2 separate regions of the Anas platyrhynchos genome follow, and region 2 is linked to region 1. A link is a contact called in public Hi-C data. All regions are on one chromosome and are shown on one strand. The core of a region is the stretch at or near the end of the contact, and the rest is flanking DNA. Distances in the headings are between cores, read along the strand shown. Region 1 overlaps WDFY3 (WD repeat and FYVE domain containing 3). Region 2 holds the start of WDFY3 (WD repeat and FYVE domain containing 3).

The links. Hi-C and Micro-C count contacts between places; a contact is called where the count stands out from the background.
Region 2: a contact with region 1 is called in a Hi-C map of small yellow follicle, with 2.6 times the contacts expected there. The contact joins the promoter of WDFY3 here to the enhancer-like site in region 1.

Annotation. Positions count from the first base shown.
Region 1 is chr4:3,611,161-3,614,506 of IASCAAS_PekinDuck_T2T, forward strand. All of the region lies in intron 11 of WDFY3 (WD repeat and FYVE domain containing 3), which reads right to left. Among named protein-coding and RNA genes, the nearest start is that of WDFY3, 86 kb to the right of the region's middle. Within about 2 kb of position 1,706, at least 4 of the 8 cell types and tissues checked have an H3K27ac peak or open chromatin away from gene starts, as enhancers often do. A contact at or near this core is called in small yellow follicle, where this site is marked.
Region 2 is chr4:3,697,510-3,700,855 of IASCAAS_PekinDuck_T2T, forward strand. It overlaps WDFY3 (WD repeat and FYVE domain containing 3), which reads right to left and starts at 1,470. Exons shown (of 67, transcript XM_038178692.2): 1 at 1,168-1,470.

The DNA.
Region 1 (3,346 bases), core at 456-2,955:
ATCTATGATTCACAAATAGCGAGGTAACATTTCGTAATTCCCCCTCTCTCAGTCTAGATTTCTGACCATACTGTGAATCTGTCTGGGTCTGGGGACACCTAAATTCCTCATTTGAATTTCTCTCATTAGTTACTGAATTTTCAAGAAACCTTAAGAGACACAAGAGTTTAAAGCCAGAAACTAAGCTTTGAGGCTTTGAGTATGGGATGAAACAGCACAAGGCTCAATAAAGCCTGTTTGTGTGACTGTGCATGCTGACCTAAAACCTCTGCCAACCTCTGGATACATTACCACTGTGCTCATGTCCCCATCATACTGCACTAACAACAAACACAACTTTTCTGAGTAATGGTTTCTTACCTCTTTCTCCTGTATAGCTCTATCATACTCCTGAACTTGGAGCCACTGATCAAAATGTGACTTTTGAACTCTGTGGTCCTTAGAAACAACATCTGTAGTGCCATACCACACCTCTGATGTGTTTCATGCACTTTCTTTCACTTCTCTTGGAGTTGAACTCAGTACTGAGAAGTAGCAAAGAGGAACTGATGTTTGCTTCCAACTTCCCTGGTGAGGTCAGGATTGCTGCTTAACAGCAAAGAGAGACCTGCCACTTATGAATTACAAGGCAGTTTCGGTCCTTCAAAGATGTTATCACATATTTACACCACTTCCTCTCATTCATCTTTAGAAATTAAACAATCCTGGTTTTTTGTTGTTTTAAACTCTCCTTATGTAGAAGCTCCCATATGTAACCTTCCCTTCGCATCACTCCTTTCTGATTGTTTTCCGATTCTGCCTTTTCTGTCATGGGAAAATCAAGGCTGAGCAATAAATGCAGAAGTGTATAATGGATTCACATGATTCACCTGTCATCTATGCTAATTTCTCTCTGGAACCTTATTATTTCAGCCTAATTAGCCCGTTTCTTCAATCACCATTGAAAAGAGTTATAAACTAAATCAACAGTATTGTGGTTTTTTCCTCCCACTTGACAGGATAACTAGCTCAGTGGGTAAAAGGAAAGCAGCCTATGCAATGTATCTCAGCTTTAGGAATGCTTCTGGTAGTGTTATCCACAGCATTCTTACAAACAACCCAACAAAATAGCCTAAATGCAACCATGACAGACTAAATGCATAACTAATTGAAACATCAGCTCAGAGTTCACAGAATCACAGAATTTCTCGATTGGAAGAGACCTCTAGATCATTGAGTCCAACATCTGACCTAACGCTAACAGTCCCCACTAAACCATATCCCTAAGCTCTACATCTAAACGTCTTTTAAAGACTTCCAGGGATGGTGACTCCACCACCTCCCTGGGCAGCCTGTTCCAATGTCTAACAACCCTTTCGGTAAAGAAGTTCTTCCTAACATCTAACCTAAAACTCCCCTGGCGCAACTTTAGCCCATTCCCCCTCGTCCTGTCACCAGGCACGTGGGAGAACAGGCCAACCCCCACCTCGCTACAGCCTCCTTTAAGGTTATCTGTAGAGAGCAATAAGGTCGCCCCTGAGCCTCCTTTTCTCCAGGCTGAACAAGCCCAGCTCCCTCAGCTGCTCCTCATAGGACTTGTTCTCCTTGTTATGCCTGCTTCTCTGCTATGCCTTTCTGATTTGACAAAGGACAAACCACTGGGGGTTATCTTGAGTGTTGTGAAAAATGCCTTTGCTGACATATTAAAGAGCATACTTATCAAGTGTGTGGACAAAGCCAAGCTTGCAGACGTAAATGTTTGGTGTACAGAATGCCAAAGCCATCTCTAAAAGTGACCTCAAACAACAAGCTTGGCAGAACTTGAAAACAAGTGCAGCAGTGTAATGGCTTAGACAACACTGGAGGTTTCAGAGGATTGCAAACATATTACAAGACAATTAAGTCTAAATATTGCACAGGAAGAAAAATGCAAATTAATACCACAGGATATTAAGAAGGATGCATATTGCACCTGAGACATAGCAAGAGAATATAAATCATCCAACCTACGTGTGACCATTTTAAATATATTAATGATCTGCTGCTGCCCTCCAAGAGCATCAACAATAGGATAGATGACAAAGATTTCAGCTTAACTCAAAACAGAGAATGCATTGTCTGTGAGGAAGAACATCGACAAGTGATAAATCACTAGGACCATTGAGGTAGGAACACTGTATAAAAACCTTCTGGGTAGGTTTTTCAATAGATACTCCGAAGATCTGCTCAGAATGACCTACACGCAGATGGTCAGCCTCTGCACAGAGCTAGACGATATGAATTCATGCCTTTCCAAAAGCAATATTGCTAATTTTGTTACACTTGGATAACTCATTCAAAATATACCCAGACAGGATTTTCACTCCTCCAGAGTACACTAACATGCAGTTATTGTTCTACTCTGAATCTCAACCACTAACCATATCGGACATGTTGTCACTCAGTTCCTGGACTGCAGCAGACAGAGGAAATGTTTTTCACTTGCTTGCACTGATAACAGTCACTCTCATCCTACCCTAGCAAGATTTCAACTCCTCTGAAGGATTTGAATAATGAGACAGAATTAAGGTATGCAAGCATTTTTACCCATGAAACAAAAAACTATTATCTGCTGGAATTGCACTAGTCAAAAGCTAGAAGAATTAGCTTTTCAATGCACATGTACTCTCCCATAAAACAGGAAAATTATAAATAAAGATGGGAGGAGAAAAACTGAAAACCTTTTTTTTTCTCCTGTAGGTCACAAATAACAGCTGCTATATTCTGATACAAACTCTAGATTAGCTTGCCAGAGATATAAACAAATCATGGATGGTTTCCTCAGTAAAGTCATTGTACGTTTTAGCATGTTATTTTGTACAGAAGCATATTTTAACTTTTAACTTGATTTCTTGTTTCATTGCTGGAGAAAGACCATAGGATTCAGATTAACACAGATATCTTTTCACACTTCCCTAAAAAAGGAGAGGAAGAGACAAAGCCAATTCTCCCTTGCTTTTTCTGAAAACACAAGACTCTTCCCTAGCACTTCCTTCTTAATCTGGAGCAAAGCCCTCAACTGGTCTATTAGAGCTGCAGAATCCTTCAGCAACCTTAGACTTAATAGCAAGAGACTCATTTTCTTGATGGTTCTTTAAAGTCCCTTAAATCAAATCTGGTCTGTGGATTACAGGTACAGATCGATCCCTTCACATAAGCTCTGATGCACTTGAGAACATCTCCCTGCTCAAACACTCCCTTGAATTAAGAAAGAGCAAACCATCAACTCAATGGGATTTATTTATTTTATTTTTTTTTTTTAGCAAGCCACTATGCTTTCAATGACCATCTTGTTGGATTTAATAAACAAAGCACAGCGGACACAATG
Region 2 (3,346 bases), core at 220-2,719, 86 kb after region 1:
TTGCATTATCTGGCACGTCACCAAAAAGTGCCACAGATGCCATCATGTTGGCTTTCTGTAGAACTAGCCTAGATTCATAGGAGGCCATGAATGCAGAAACCTCACATAGCTGTACAGCTGCTCAGGGGCAGCGTAGGTGATGAACCCTCTCCAACCACCACTTTTTGGAAACTGTCATTGGGGAGGCCTGTCACACACTTGTGATGGGCACAGGGACATGCATGGGCATGTGGTGAAACAGCTCTGGCAGAGTTAGCCAATCATTCCTACTTAATGCAGTGTGCAAAACTGACTTCTCCTAAGAGGAAACCTACCATTTTCCATGTGAAAATTAATCTTCTAGTATGCAGAAACCTTGTCAGAATCTTACAATGACAAATAACCAAAACTCAATTAATAAAAAAAAAAAAAAAAAAGCCCAGAACAAACAGAATCCTTCGAATCCTTCAGAGAATCCTTGGGAGTCACTCTCATTCACCACAACATTGCGTTTGGGCCATTCATGAAACTACAGGTCAAAAGAAACACATTTGGCTCTCTACGCTGTTTCTTATCTACACCTGCCTCTCTCTACACCGTCACCCACAACCACAGCAGGAAACCACGGCCCTAATCTTTCAAGGTGAACACCACGCGGGGACTCGGCACCCACAGCCACCAAGCAAACACCGCCAGCGACGCGGCTCTCCCCGAGGGGCGAACAAACGCCACGCTCGGGGGGCAGCCGGCCCCCCGGCCCCCCACGGCCCCCCACGGCCCCCCGGCACCCACAGCCGGCCGCTGGGGGCTGCGACTGTCGCACGGCGGGGGCGCAGGGCTCGGAGACGGCCTCCAGATCTAGAAATGAGAATAAGGCAAGGAGAAGGCCCGCCGCCCCCCGGCACAACAAAGGCCGCCGGAGCGGTCCGGCGCCGCCGCCGAGCTCCCTTCAGGGCCCCGCAGGCCGGAGACCCCCGCGGGCAGGGAACGCGGCGACAAAAATGAAGGGAAAGGGGCCGGGGGCTGGGAGCGGGGGCCGAGGCCACCTGCGCCCCGGCATCCCCAGGGAGCGGGCGGCCACCACGGCCTGCGGCCAGGCCGAAGGAGCGGGCAGGCGGCGGGGGGCCTGCGTAGGGGCCGGCGGCGGAGCAACAAAGCGGCGGGGCCCGGGCAGCGGCGGGCACTCACCGGGCGGCGGCAGGCAGGGGGCTCCGGGGGGCCCGGCCCTGCCCGCCGGGGCGGGGGGGGGGAGCGGCGGGCGGCCCCTCCTCTCCTCTCCGCAGCTGCTCTCACTCACGGAGCGGCACGGGGGGCCGCGGACCGGGCCCAGAGGGCGGCTCCCCCGCTGAGGCCCGGGCGGGCTCCGGCGGGAGGCACCGCTGCAGCGCGCTGCGGCCGGGGTCGTCGCGGCCCCATCAAGGCCGGGCCGGGCGAGGCGGGGCGGGGCGGAGGGAGCGGGGCCGCTCCCCGTGGCGGCCGGTGGCCATCTTAGTCCTCCTCCTTCTCCGCGGTACCGAGTGCCCCCTCCCCGCCAGGCTGCCAGCGCTGCCTCCTCCCTCCCGCCCTCCGCTCCTCCTCCTCCTGGCTGGCTGCGGCCGCTGCCGCTCCCGTGCTCGGGTTTGGTTTGGCCCGGCCGGCCCAGCAGAGGGGCTGGGTAATGGCGGGCGGAGGGAGCGGCGCCTCACGGGGCTGCCCACCGCACCGCCCCGGCGCTGTCCCCGCTCTCTCTGGGCTGCAGCTGTTTTTCAATGTATTTGCGGACTATTAGCTCGATTTTTAGCAGCTTCGGGGGCCCGTGGACTCAGGCGGCGAGTTACGTGCCTCCCCCTCCTCCTGGCAGACGCCCGCCGCCCCTTGTGCCCCTCTCCTCAGCGCTACCCCCGGCGCCCAGCAGCCTGAGGTACAGAGGAAAGGCGCCTGCACGTCACCTGAAGAGAAGTAAACAGGTAAACATAAGACAGAAAAAAGTCCGCTTCTATTTGGGGCTGAGGCGCTTTCCCTTAGTCCCGAGTGCCCCTGCTGTGATACACAAAGGGGAGTGTACATTTGAGCTGTGCAAGAGAGGAAATATTTTATCCATATGACTCAGATGTTTAAACATAGATGTTAATCTGTTCTTAATTAAGCCAGAAGTTTAGTTAAATCCCTAGAGCTGAAGGACTCCTTTTGCCAGCTAGACAAATTGTCCCTTTAAAGTTTAACTAGACACACCAACTACAGCGTCACCTGGGACCCGGAATCTACTCAGATTCCTCATGGGGAAAGGTAAAGGCATCCACATGTGTGACCACTTAGCATTCTGCCTTGTTTCAGTAACTCCTCACTTCCTTCAAGATGTCAGATATTAACAGCCATTCACCTCCTAGCCGTTTACTTTTTCATTTACAAAATCACAGAATCACCTGGGTTGAAAAGGACCTCAAAGATCATCTAGTTTCAAACCCCCTGCTCTGGGCAGGGTTGCCAACCACTAGAGCAGGCTGCCCAGAGCCACATCCAGCCTGGCTTTGAATGCCTCCAGGGATGGGGCATCCATCTCTCTGGGCAACCTGTTCCAGTGCCTCGCCACCCTAAGTGAAAAACTTTCTCCTAATTTCTAACCTAAATCTCCCCATCTTAGTTTAAAACCATTCCCCCTTGTCCTATCACTATCAACACATGTAAACAGGCATTCCCCCTCCTATTTATACACTCCCTTCAAGTACTGGAAGGACACAATGAGGTCTCCCCAGAGCCTTCTCCAAGCTAAACAAGCCCAGTTCCCTCAACCTTTCTTCATAGGAGAAGTGCTCCAGCCCTCTGATCATCTTAGTGGCCTCACCTTGGAGTCTTCACAGAAGGGATTAAGTAGCAACTTGGTGAATCTGGCTCCAGGGTTAAAAGCAGTAAGAAATAACATGCCAACTACCACAGACCTTTGCGGTTTATGGGTAAACAATCACAAGGAAGCAGGAAAATTGCTTCTTACCTCCACTATCATGACTTAAGTGGAACTGGGTACTCTGTTATACCTGAGGTCTGATTGAGTAAACACCATTTACCCCATCTTCCTTTTCTAACAAGTAACATAAGAAATACAATTCCACTTAACATTTTCACTCACTGCTGTCCAGTGAAAATCATCCCATTTCCCTCTATGTAGAGGAGGTATACATTTAAGACTCATGGACGTCTGAGATGAGGCAAGCTGTAATTCAGCTCATAAGGAGACAAAACTTGCACTCACTGAAGATATAAGTATTATCCTAAACAAAGAAACAAAACAAAAACCACTTCCCCCAACTGATAAACAAAGTAAGCAAGGAGAAATTAATAACCTCCTTGCCTATACAATTCTACCTTTACTTGGTAAAGGTGTATTTGGACA